Linked DNA regions of Mus musculus: all the other regions are linked to region 2. Evidence: chromatin contacts called from public HiCAR-type and promoter capture Hi-C data. All regions are on one chromosome and are shown on one strand. Each heading gives the region's core, a stretch centred on a gene start, on an enhancer-like site or on the middle of the called end of the contact. The rest is flanking DNA. Distances are from core to core; before and after follow the strand shown. Region 1 holds the start of Ppid (peptidylprolyl isomerase D (cyclophilin D)). Region 2 holds the start of Fstl5 (follistatin-like 5). Region 3 holds the start of Fnip2 (folliculin interacting protein 2).

Region 1 (4,092 bases), core at 1,280-3,779, 3.5 Mb after region 2:
TCCCTGTGGGTCTCTGAATTGACATACACAAACTCAGACACAAGCACATAATTAAAAAAAAAAGTTTGATTCTTCATTTGGTTTGGTTCTAGTAATACGAATTTCATAAAAAGCCACTTACTGTGGAAAAAATCCTAGGTAGCGGGAGAGTAACTTTTACATCAGTTTTCACACCCAGACACTTGTACAACAACAGAATCATCCTGTCCAGTTTCCTTCTTATGAGAATGGAGCCAGCATTCTCAGCTTGCCCCTAGCTTTTCTTCTCTCTCCTCCTTCTTGTGTTTCCTTTTAGGAGAGTTTTTCTACGCATTCCAGACTGCCCTCAGTGATTTCAAGTTAGTAGATTAGAACAACAGCAACGTGTGTGTGTGTGTGTGTGTGTGTATTGTCTGCATGTGTTTGTCTGGATGTGTGTATGAATGTAGAGGGCAGAGTTTGATATTGAGTATGGCAGGTCTCCATCTTATTTTTTGAGATAGGGTCTCTCCTTTAACTTCGAGCACATCGACTGGCCAATTTGCTCCAGGAATCATCTTCCTTAGCACTGGGACCACTGTGTGCCCACCCCACCCAGCCTTTGAGTGGGTGCCAGGGATCCGCCTGCATATTGAGTGAGACATCTTCTCAGACCCCTGAGCACACATTTTAATTAACTTTATCATTGTCATGTGCAAGACAAAATATAAATGACCAGTTTGCTGCCCGGACATGACCAGGATAGAAGATTCCAACTGCTTTGCTGATCTGAACTAATTACTTTCCTGTTGCTGTGATTAAATACCATGAACAAGGCAACTTACAGAAGAGCGAGCTTGTTTGGGTGTTTAGCTCCTGATACTCTTGCCTCTAGTGCGGAGATTATAGGTGCTGGGTACCAACTTGGGCTGGTTAATTTTTTTCCTGGGCTGGTTTATTTATTTATTTTTTAAAGGTAAGGTCTCGTTCTGTAGTACTGACTAACCTGGGACTATCCATCTTCCTGTTTCTACCTCATAAGTGCCACCTGGCCAGTCTTAACAATGTTTTACCTCCTTTTTTGTCTTTTTGGAGTGAGTGCCTCTTTACTTAGCCCAGGCTAACTTGAACTTTGGATTCTCCTGGCATGGAATCAACTACTGGCATAACAGGCCTATGCCAAAGCTACTCGTCCTAAATGTACTTTCTTATTCTTTTTTAAAAATTGCATATTTTCTTTATGTACACTTCAAAATGTTATCCCCTTTCCTGGCTTCTCACTCCCAGAAACTCCCTATCCCACCCCCTCCCCCTGCTTCTATGAGGGTGTTCCTCCACCCACCACTCACTCCCACCCTCAATTCCCCTACATTGGGGCATCTATCCAGCCTTCATAGGATCAAGAACCTCTCCTCCCATTGTTGCCTGACAAGGGCATTCTCTGCTATACATGTAGCCGGAGCTATGTGTACTCCTTGGTTGGTGGCTTAGTGCCTGAGAACTCTGTTGGTTGATATTGTTGTTCTTCCTATGGGGTTGCAAACCCCTTCAGCTCCTTCAATTCTTTCCTTAACTCCTCAATTGGGACCCCCAACCCCCTCAGTCCAATGGTTGACTGTGAGCATCCGCCTCTGTATTTGTAAGGCTCTGGCAGGGCCTCTATATACAGCTATATCAGGCTCCTGTCAGCAAGCATTTCTTGGCATCTACAATAGTGTCAGGATTTGGTGACTGTATATGGGATGAATCCTCAGGTGGGACAGTCTCTGGATGGCCACTTTTTAAATTCTTACTGGCATAGCTCAGGCTGGCCTGGAACTCACATAGATCGTCCTGCTTCTACCTCCTCAGTACTGAATAACCACATTCAACTTTAAGTTGTGTATTTTACACCAAGCCCATTAGAAAAAAAAAAAAAAGACAGACTATTATAGGATATCTAGTTTTAACAGAAGTCAAATAAATCCTCTTTTAGATTCTCAACATCAGCGCATTTGGAGCCTTTGCTTTAGACTGGGTCACTTACAACTTAACGGCCAAATGACAATAACATGGCAATAGTAACTGGACATCTGTTATTTATTAGAAGCCACATGTTTATGTCAGGCATTCTGATAAGTAATTTATGTCTTTAATTTCCAAAACGCCTTCCCTAGGTAGGTAGGCATTAAGAAAAAGAAGGCACCAATTAATTTATGTATGTGCGCTTCTGTGTGCATGCTACGACATACTCGTGGAGATCAGATGGCAACTGGGTGATAACATTCTTTCCTTTCACCTTACGGATCCTGGGGATCAGACTCAGGTCGTGCCGCCTAGCCACCATGTCTGCTCAGAGGAGGCATTTTTATCCCCATTTTACAGACGAGTAAACTAAGTTTCGTTGTAGTTACTGGCATTTCGTGGCAGAGTCGAGGCTAGGATGGTTTCCAAATTCTCCACCCAGCGATGCAGCAAACACCAGGGAACGGCGCACACACTAAAAAGAAACCGACGGCCACTACAGCCACCTAAAGAGAAGCATTAGGGGCCAGGCGCAGAAACCGGAAGGTGAAGGCGCCACCGGAAACCAGAGTACAGCTTCCGGCGGTGCGCAGGAAGTAACTCTTCCGCGCGTTGCCAGGTTATAACGTAGAGGGGCAGTAGAGTTTGCTCCGGTCTCGCGCACGAGGTGCTCGTGTCCCGCTGCCCAGTGCCCGCAGTGAAGATGTCCCACGCATCCCCGGCAGCCAAGCCCTCCAACTCCAAGAACCCGCGAGTCTTCTTTGACGTGGACATCGGCGGGGAGCGAGGTGAGCGGCGCGAACGGCTCAGCGGTTCCCTCGCCCGGGGCCTCCCTGCTGCGGTTCTCCTTGGCCCGCTGGCTGTTCGGCGGCTCGGGGCCTGGGATCCGGAGGGGGATAGCAGCCTAGGTCCCAGACGGAGCGAGCCCTGGCCTCCACGAGTCCAGATTGCGCCCTCTCCCTTCCGGTGGAAGTTTCTGGAAATTTCTACTTCTACTTTAGGGATCGTGGCGTCCCTATCGTTTGTCTCTTTTTGATCGCACTTCCCTGCAACCTTTGCATCACTACTTACTATAAAGTGAAATGATTTGACGAGTAGTGGTGGATAGTTCGGTATGCTTCCTGGATATGTGCCTGGGGGGCTCAAGACACGCCACGTGCCTCTTGGTACACGAACTACATTGGGAGCTACCAGATCATTTTCAAATTAGAGTGACTTTCGTGCTTAGTGCTTTTTCCTTATTACTGATTATAGTAGCAGTTTAAGTAGGCGATCGTTTGTGCTGTTTTGGCATCATGGAATTGAGCACTATGTCTGTATGGTTACCTAGGATTCAGAGCTAAGAAGCCCTAAGCCAGTGGCTTAACCGGTGGGTGGAGGAAACTCCTTGGAGGGTGGGTTGTTAAACGACCATTTCACCGAGTTGCATATCAGATATTTTCATTACTAATCGTAACAGTAGCAAACTTACAGTTATGATGAGGAACTATATTAAAGGGTGGAAGCATTAAGAAGGTTGAGAAACACTGTCATAAGCCCTCGTGTTGCTTTGTAACTCAATTGGGCTTTTCTGAAGCATGTTAGAGTTGTAGGCCAGACCTGCTGGGATGGGTACACACACGGGTATATATGCATTCACTTTGTTTTGTAACAGATTTTATTGTTAACTGTCTCTTGGATTCTTGAGAAGGGAACTGTTTCAGAGGTTACAAAAGGCAGTTTCCATAGAACACAGAGTGGACTATGTCTTCTGTTAGTTACTTAGCGATTAGAAATTCTGAGTGCAGGGCCCCTGAGATAGGTCAGCAGGTAAAGGTGTCTGCCACCAACCCTGAATCCCAGCGATTGTCCCATGATCTCCACACTACATGCCTCAGCCTCACACATAAAATAAAATTTTTTTAAAAATATTTTTTAAGGATTTATTTATGATTATATCTAAGTACACTGTAGCTGTCTTCAGATGCCTTCAGAAGAGGACATCAGATCTCATTTCAGATGGTTGTGAGCCACCATGTGGTTGCTGGGGTTTGAACTCAGGACCTTCGGAAGAGCAGTCAGTGCTCTTAACCACTGAGCCATCTCTCCAGCCCAGAATAAAAAAATTTAAAAGTCTGAATATTATTTAAG
Region 2 (4,309 bases), core at 295-2,794:
TACCCACCTGCTCCCATGAATTACCTTTCATTTCCTGCCATGGTTTCTAAAACTGTCATTAAAAGTGCACCAGGAACAGAAACAATAAATCTACGCGCACGCGCATGTGTGTCCACATAATGAGCAGCTCAAAATAACATTTGCCATTTATATATTAACATAAAGTTGGTAGTCGCCAGAGGAGACCAAAGCATGGCAGATTGCTCTGCATCTGAGAATTATTGTCTTTGTTTGTTAAAGATGCTTTCCCAGGAAACCCAAGTTGATCATCTAATTAACGTTGCTGGGAACACAGGAGTGGTCCCAGTGAGAAGTTTGCTTAGATTCCTGGAAAACGATGAAGAACTCGTGTAATCCTGTGGAAAATAGCACATTTAATAGTAGGTGTTTTTTAAAAAAAATGATACACATTTTATGAAAAAGCTTTATGTAATTAAAAATCGTGGGCTTAGTTTTATATACTACTTTCTGTTCAATTAACACTAGGTGTAGGAAGTTTGTGTGGAAGGTATGGGGCTGTACCTGGAGTGGTTTTTTTGTTTGTTTTTGGTGGGTTGTTTTTTGTTTTTGTTTTTGTTTTTTTTTGTTTTTGTTTTTTTTGGTTTTTGTTTCCTTCACAAGTCAGAGATCACTGTGGATGTGACCTGTCTGGGCCTCTTCCTTTGTCAAAGTCCTTTTTGTAGCATCCTGGGACAAGGAAGATCATACACACTGAGAGAACTGCTAAAAGCTGTGACACTGCTTCCAGCCTGTTCCATCTTTCATAGAACAAGTGATGTATCGGACATAATAAAAACTGTACAAGCTTCTTGGTTTGGCGATGAGAGTTGAAGCTGAGAACTTTCAAACAAAGCATTATTAATATGAGCTTCTAAAATCCTGCCATCTCCAATTCTATGAAGCTTATCATAAACTAAACAGTCACATGGCAAAAAAAAAAAAAAAAAAATCCTGTTTCGGAGAGGTGGCAAGCATTACAAGCTTTCAAATACCCTTCCTGCGCTCAGATATTTTTAATTCTTTTCCAGTCAAGTTTCTGCAGCAGGGCCTCACTCCAAGAGCCCCATATAGGAGCAGAAGTCTGAATCAGGTACCCACCCACAACCAAATGAGAGAGAAAGTTTGGTCTGGAAGATTAAAGGGTCTGATGCATGAGACAGGACTGGATGACTTCTTGGTGCGCAGTTCTTTACCTCACAGTCCCATACTAGGAAGCCTGGTCTCCCTAGCGGGCTGTGAGGTCGCAGAGTCCCGGGATCCGCGGTCCCAGCGAAGGAGGAGGCGCAGACACCGCCGCAGCCTTTATAGTTTCTGCTGGGCTCCGCGAATGGAGCATAAAGTCCGACCAATGCCCAAATGCTGATTTTAATCTTGAGTCTGGTCCTCTGGATTGCGGTAGCTGAACCCATCAGAAGCCCAGCCAAGGGGCCGCCCCTCACCTCCTGGAGAGTTAATATGCAAAACAGTTACGTCAGATGTGGGGGCGGGGCACACCGGGGTTGACGGGCAGCCTGGCTTTTGCGGAGGGAGGAGGCGCGAGAATCATCCTGGTTCAGTGACTGAGACAAACTGGACGTGAGCGGAGCTGGTGCTGTCCACAGAGTGTCGGTGCTGAACCCCGGGTGTAAGGGATCGCCTGCTTGGGCACCTGGAGGCAACGCCCACTGGAACCCTATGTGCCCAGTGGGACCCGCTTCACCACAGGACCCAATTTAACTTGACAAAGGAGTGCGACTCGGACGTGGGAGAGACTCCTATGTTTGCAATCTGGGCGCCCACTCAGGCGTGACTTTGGAGATTCTGTAGTTCTAACTCAAAGTATTTGGATTTTTTTTCCAACCTAAGAGGATCTTTTCATCGTTATTATTTTTCTTTTTTCTTTTTTACACTGTGACTCATATTTTCACATCATTTAGAAATCTTTTTGGAGGACTTTTTTGTTTTTTACTTCAAATAAGGTAAGAATAGAATATTGTTATAAATGATTGCAAGTGGGTGAGAAATGCAGGCAGCCGTGAAAAAATTTAAAAATAAGTTATTTTTATTTCTATAATTTGAGACAGGACTTTGGAAATAATTATAAAAATTAATAATTTGATACAATAGAGATGCTCTTCTAATAATACTGAAGACCACGATTATTAAAGTGTTAAGGAAGTTGAGAGCTGTCTGTTTTTGTGAACTTAATGTCATGATACATCTTGCTTTATCAGTGTAAATATTTTAGATGAATACTTGTAGTGTGGCTTGGGTTTGTAACTGTTCAATATCAAGCCCACAAATATGTGTATGGATGTGATAAAAATTTCCAAGTTCTTTAAAATGCATTTAATTTAAAAGCATATTTGAATGACCTACTGTTTGCATAATAAATAATATTTTGTGTGTCTGAAACATGAATTGCAAAGTGCTGAGCTTGTTAACATGGTTTGGAGGGGAGACGGAAGGGATAGGGCTATTTCTGCCAGGCTGGCTTCATTTACATATGTTGTTGTGCAGCGGGTGCAAATAAAACTAGTGAAACTCAGTCTGTGAGGATTTCACACCCAAGGTCCTGTGAATTTCCAAGTTGGGGACTGCTTGTTCTGCTATTTCCTAGTAGATGTCATCTCTCCCCAGCCCGTCAGGTCAGAGGTGAATGCAAATGAGATACTCTGATTTAATAATATAGTATCAGCTTACATTATAGTGTTGACTGCTTAGGTGATTGAGTGAGGCAGGTAAGCTTGGGTTGAGAAGATGTCTTGCTATTTCATCAACCTTTAACCTCTTGCATGCTTAACAGAGAACGTTTTTGACTTAAAAGGTTTCACGTGAAGCTATGTTCCTTTTGTCATTTGGCAGTGTGATCTGAGTGTGTTTTGAAAGGAGAACTTGGTATGGATAAACACCATACAAGACTGCTCATAGTGAGCAAACACTAAATGGTGGAAGTTACTTGGTGTTCCCATAGATAGTGCTATTGTTCACACATGTATTAAACAGATGAGATATGTCTGGGAAATGGTGTGATTCTCCATTCATGGCATTCAGTGACATTAGATGGAGGAGAAAGAGTGCCTAGAAAAAGTCAAAGCTTGTTTCATTACAATTCTTGTGTTAATCGGAATAGGTGAGCTGTAGTGCTGCTTCCTACTTGACTGTCTGAACTCACCAAGCTGTGCACATCATCAAGGTGTAGTAAGTTAAGTTCATGTGTGTTGGATGTTAAAATGTCTTAGGCATTTGCACAATAGTTACATTAGAGTTACTGGGATGAAGTTTAGGTGCATATGGTTTTAAGTCATTCATCTGAGTAGAGGTTTTTTTCATTTTGTTTATATCACAGCTTCTAGGGGAGGGATTGCTACAAGACATGCATATTGCTGCAGATTATCCTGAGCTAAAGTGAATCCTCTTACACTGTTACCTGTTTCTCACTTAACAAATATTCTTTGTAGGATTCATGCTAGTCATTAGTCCATGTGTTTAAATGTTCATACATAAATAAAAATTTGAACAAGTAGACTCATAAAGCAACGTCATTTATCACAACAATAAATAAGACACATGAAGTAAGACATGCCTGGAAGTTTTGATAAATATGACTTTGTTTTATGAAATTGTTTTTCATCACTATTCATCATAAATTTTCTTTTAAAAACTAATCATAGTGAAATAAGTTTTTCACTTTGGAATTTCAAGTGAAATAATGGTTGCTTCCTATTTATTAATCGTGACTCATTCGTGCATACCTTAATCCTACAAGTGGCTTGAAAAGCAGCCACATATGAACTTTACGTTTATTTCAATAATTTTCGGATACCAATGGTTTTTGTTTGCAGGAAGTTTTCTGTACTTGTCCAAATGTAAAGACACAAATATCCAGTGTTCTTATAGATGGAATTTGTTATCAAAATGTGATATTTAAATACAAGTTAAAATATTATTGGCAATTTTAGTATTCTAAACCACTAATAAGTTAATTTAGTGAGACAAAAGTTTGCATTTAAAAGACCTTATTTCAATGGAGAATAAAATACACACTATAAAGCAATAGAATTTCTAGTTTTACAGACAGTGAGAAAACAGGTAAATATGGTAATTCAGTAATTGCTCTTTCGGAAAAAATCATACAGTGAACATTAATTCATTCAAGACAATACAAGAGCTATATTTAAAATCAAACAGTAGATATTAAAATAATAATTTATGTCATTACAGAAACTATAAAAGTGCAACACAGCTCACTTAAAAGTGATGACCTTTGACAGGTGTATAATTATGTCTTCAATATTCTAAAACACATTGAGGTAAAAATAAAATACAA
Region 3 (4,005 bases), core at 396-2,895, 3.5 Mb after region 2:
TCTCATTCTCTCCAAGTTGGAGCCAGGGATGGCAGCACGTGCTTACTGTAATCTTACACTTGAGAAGCACTAACAGGACGATCAGGTCATCAATTGATCGAAGCTAGCCTGGGCTACATAAAACTGGAAATACAAGATAAAAGAAAATCTTATATAACTATAGGAATGTGTTTGTATGTGTTTTGAATGAATTTTTATGCAATAAAGGAGATGAGATTTAATCAAAATTCATTTCAAATGCGATGCTTCATGTTGGTGTTCCCAGAACTTGAGAAGCTAAGGCAGGAAGATTGTCAAGAGTTTAAAGCCAGCCTGGACTAATGAGACCTTTGTTTGTTTGTTTGTTTGTTTTTAAAAAAAATTCAAAGTCTTACATTCTGAACATAAAGTATCCCTAGAAGGTCTGAATCGGTGTGAGGTGTTCAGTTTTCTGTTTTGTTTTGTTTTGTTTTATAGTGATGAAAACTTAAATGGCAAATAAAATGTTTTCTCAACTAGTAGTGCTGAGAGACAGTACAGGACCCAGGAGAGCATCTTTGGAAACTTACCACTCAAAAGCAGAATAGTATAGGGATGTTACTGAGAGCCAATTGCTTAGCTCAAAATGCAAGACCAGCCGCCACTTAGAGCTGTGGGTCTTGAGCCAGCTTAACACATGCTAATCCAAAGGTATGTGTTCCGAAGATGAACTATTAAATATCTGCCTCTGCTTTGTTAAATTAGAACCCGAGACGTTTCATAAAAAGCATTTCCCTCCCTTTCCACTCATCATGCGGCATCAGCCTTCTAACTGATGAGGAAATTACACACTTTTATTCATCCGCCGGCGAGCTTGTCATACACTGCAAGAAAGAAGCTGCTTTTTTCGTGGCTTCACCCTTTCCAACTTCAAAATACTGTCACATACTCAGTGGGTTGGAGCTGCCTGCAAAATGACAGCTTACAGGCTCTGGGGCAGGGGAGACGCAGGTGACTCTCCCTCCAGAGACCCTGGAAGGTACACACCGGTCCCAGACGTGCTCAGACACGGGGGCATATGGAGAAATTTTGTGGGGCACCTGAGGAAAGAGGGCAGAGGATGGCGCAGGGCTCCCACCTGGGGAGACCTGGAGAGCAAGGAAGGAGGACGGCGCTGAGGTTCCACCCAGAAGGAGCAGTAGAAAAGGGACAGGGCGGTTCGCGGCTCTGAGACCCTGAAAGAAGTGGAAAGAGGAGCCCAACCTGGGAGAACCCGGCGAGGGAGGGAAGAGGATGCTGCTGGGTCCCACCCAGAAAGAGGGGCGAGAGAGGCGTGGGGTCCCACCCGGGAGGACCGGGACAGAGGAGAGTGAGAGACTGGGGTCTTTCCCAGGAGGATCTGGGAAGAAGGGACAGGGTGGCGCGGGGTCCCGCCCAGGAGGAGGGGACAGGGTGGCGCGGGGGTCCGGTCTCCATGCAGCCCGCCTGAGGCCTCCCTCCCGCTCGCACGCGCTCACCTGAAGGCCGGCTCCTCCTTGGGCGGCCGGGCCTGGGCAGACGCTGCGCCGCCGCCCCTTTTGTTGAAGAGCTTCTGGAGCAGGGTCGGGGCCATGGCGTGCACGCGGCGGCCCGGGCGGGCGGCCACGCTCCGGGACCCGACGGCTCAGCGCGCAGCCCACGGCGGCCGCGGCGGGGCCATGGCGACGGGGGCGCGGCCGCCCGGAGGGGCGCGAGCGCGGGACCGCTGCAGCGGACGGAAGGTGCGGCGCCGCGGCCGCCGGCCGGTCATATGACGGAGCCGGCCCGCCCGGCTGACAGCTCGCTCCCGCGGGAGGAGGAGCGCGGAGAGGGCAGCACGAGGGAGAGGGAGGAGCACGGGAAGAAGAGGAGGGAGAGCATGAGGGAGGGGAGGAGCACGAGGATGGCAGGGAGGGGGGTGCACGAGCGAGGGGGAGGAGCGCCGGGAGGAGGGAGGAGGAGCGTCAGAAGGCAGCACGAGGGACTGGGAGGAGCAAGAGGGACTGGGAGGAGCGCAGGCGATGAAGAGTGGAACGTGTTGGGAGGAATACAAGGGAGTGGGAGAGAGGAGTGGGCGATGGAGGAGGAGCGCCAGGGAAGCGGAGAGTGGAGCCGGGAGAGGCTCGTAGGGAGGAGTGGGGCGGGGCGTGTGGGGGGAGGGGGAGGAGCATAGAGGCCTAACGTCTCCATTGGCCAGCTTTACCCGCCCTGCGCCGACATCACTAGGGGTACGCCCGGAGTTATCACTCGCCGGGCTCTTACTGGGGCTAGAGAGTTGGGCGGGGTGCACGAGTCTTCACACACTTGACCTACTGAGCTCCAGAGCACAACTATGGAGGTTTTTGTTCTTTGGAAAGAAAAGCCCTTGAACTTGGTCCTCATTTTATCGGGTCCAGGACTCCCTAGCAGAAAACGTGGCCTGAGCTGGAGAAGCAACTTTAGTGCCTGACGTTGCTGCTGGGGATTCTGGCCCCTGCTGCATTTGAGGTCCCAGCAAGCAACTGCCGGAACCAGAGTAAATCAGCAGGCTCAATTTTGAATTTACAAACAGTTTATTCAGGTCACCGGGTTTTGTTTTGGTTTTTTTTGTTTTTTGGGGTTTTTTTGGGTTTTTTGGTGTGTTGGTTCCCACTGGTACATAAGTCACACAAAAGCTGTGCATGTACTAAGCCCATATGTGCGTGCGTTAAGCCCACATATACACACAAATGATTGCTTTCCTAGTTCGTGTTCACATTGGGCACATAAAAAAAAAAAAAAAAAACTCAATAGATTCTTTGATTTAGGGAAGCTGAGTGTGTGCTTAGACTCATTTGCCTGTGCTTTCACGCCTCAGACCCCCTGAGAATTTATTGTGCTGTGGTGCAAGACGTTAAAGAACCTGCGGTTATGAAGAGTCTGACCACATTCAAAACAGTTTATTAATCTGTTTTGCGGCCTAGAGCTCTAACGTGGTTCAGATGGTAGGTAGTAGAGCTAGAGTTAGTTACTTTTGAGTTCCACTCTGACTCCAGCAAATTTGAGGACGGTGAACAAATGACCCACCAAGATTTCTTAGACTTGATCAAAGGAAAGTTAAGGATGGAGAAACATGGCTCAGCAGTTACAAACATAAGCTGCGTTTGCACGGGACTGGAGATCTCTTCCCAGCAAGTGGATCAGAAAGCTCACAACCAAGTCCAACTCCAGGTCAGAAGTCGTCCTCCCCCTTTTGGTGCCCAAGGGCACTGCACTCAGAGGCACAAAGTTACACAATGCGCGCGCATGCACACACACACACACACACACACACACACACAGAGAGAGAGAGAGAGCGCTAAAAAGCAAAACAAGCAAACAAAAAAAGAGGACATTTAGACGTTTAAAAGCAAACATATTTCACAAATATAAGTAATCAAAAGAGGGGGTGGGGCATAGCTCTAATCTGCTCAAGGCCCCCAATCCAGAGGTTGCTTCCTGGTTTCTTAGTCCGGGTCTCTAGCACTGCCACATGGCTCTGTATGTGAAGAGGAACAGGGATATTGTGAATGCTTAGAGATGACAGGATAACAATGAAATGAAATGAAAACTGGGACTTGTGAGGGCTGTCTTCCACAAGCCGATCTATCAGTTCCTGTGACTTGTTTCCATATATGCATGCTCTGTAGTCTGTTTTAGTTTGATTTCTGTTATATTATCATAAATACTGCTTGTGACCTGCTGAAACCTGGTTCTCCTTCCTGAAGAAGCTAGAAGAAAAGCAGTTAGGAGTCGTTTCTTCCCTCCTAACTGAGATATAATTATTAATATTTAATATCTGGATATAATGTTACCACTATCTTGATAGAAGCTTGAAGATGAAACCAGGACAAGACATGGTGAAGACAGAGCCTTTAAGAGAATTTCATTTTTAAAAAATTTTTCTCTATTGCTTATCATATCATGAAGAAATTTGTATTTCAACTCCTAGTCTGCCAGAGAAAATACTCAACACCAATGATCTCATTCCAGTTTTGTTGTTGTTGGGGATTTAACCTAGGGCAAACTACT

The links. Promoter capture Hi-C pulls out the DNA fragments that hold promoters and counts their contacts. HiCAR-type assays count read pairs that join an accessible place to other places.
Region 1: a promoter capture Hi-C map of hippocampal neurons shows a contact between it and region 2, with 4 times the contacts expected there. The contact joins the promoter of Ppid here to the promoter of Fstl5 in region 2. A contact is called at or near these places in 3 of 39 promoter capture datasets (cranial neural crest, hippocampal neurons and pre-B cells).
Region 3: a HiCAR-type map of astrocytes shows a contact between it and region 2, with 2.7 times the contacts expected there. The contact joins the promoter of Fnip2 here to the promoter of Fstl5 in region 2. A contact is called at or near these places in 3 of 39 promoter capture datasets (cranial neural crest, frontonasal cranial neural crest and pre-B cells) and 1 of 115 datasets of contacts at active chromatin or transcription factors (astrocytes).

Annotation. Positions count from the first base shown.
Region 1 is chr3:79,588,808-79,592,899 of GRCm38.p6, forward strand. Ppid (peptidylprolyl isomerase D (cyclophilin D)) reads left to right here and starts at 2,530. Exons shown (of 10, transcript NM_026352.4): 1 at 2,530-2,750. The coding sequence starts at 2,666.
Region 2 is chr3:76,073,017-76,077,325 of GRCm38.p6, forward strand. It overlaps Fstl5 (follistatin-like 5), which reads left to right and starts at 1,545. Exons shown (of 16, transcript NM_178673.4): 1 at 1,545-1,958.
Region 3 is chr3:79,566,034-79,570,038 of GRCm38.p6, forward strand. It overlaps Fnip2 (folliculin interacting protein 2), which reads right to left and starts at 1,646. Exons shown (of 17, transcript NM_001162999.2): 1 at 1,476-1,646. The coding sequence starts at 1,570. 4930589L23Rik (RIKEN cDNA 4930589L23 gene) reads left to right here and starts at 2,159. Exons shown (of 2, transcript NR_152118.1): 1 at 2,159-3,165.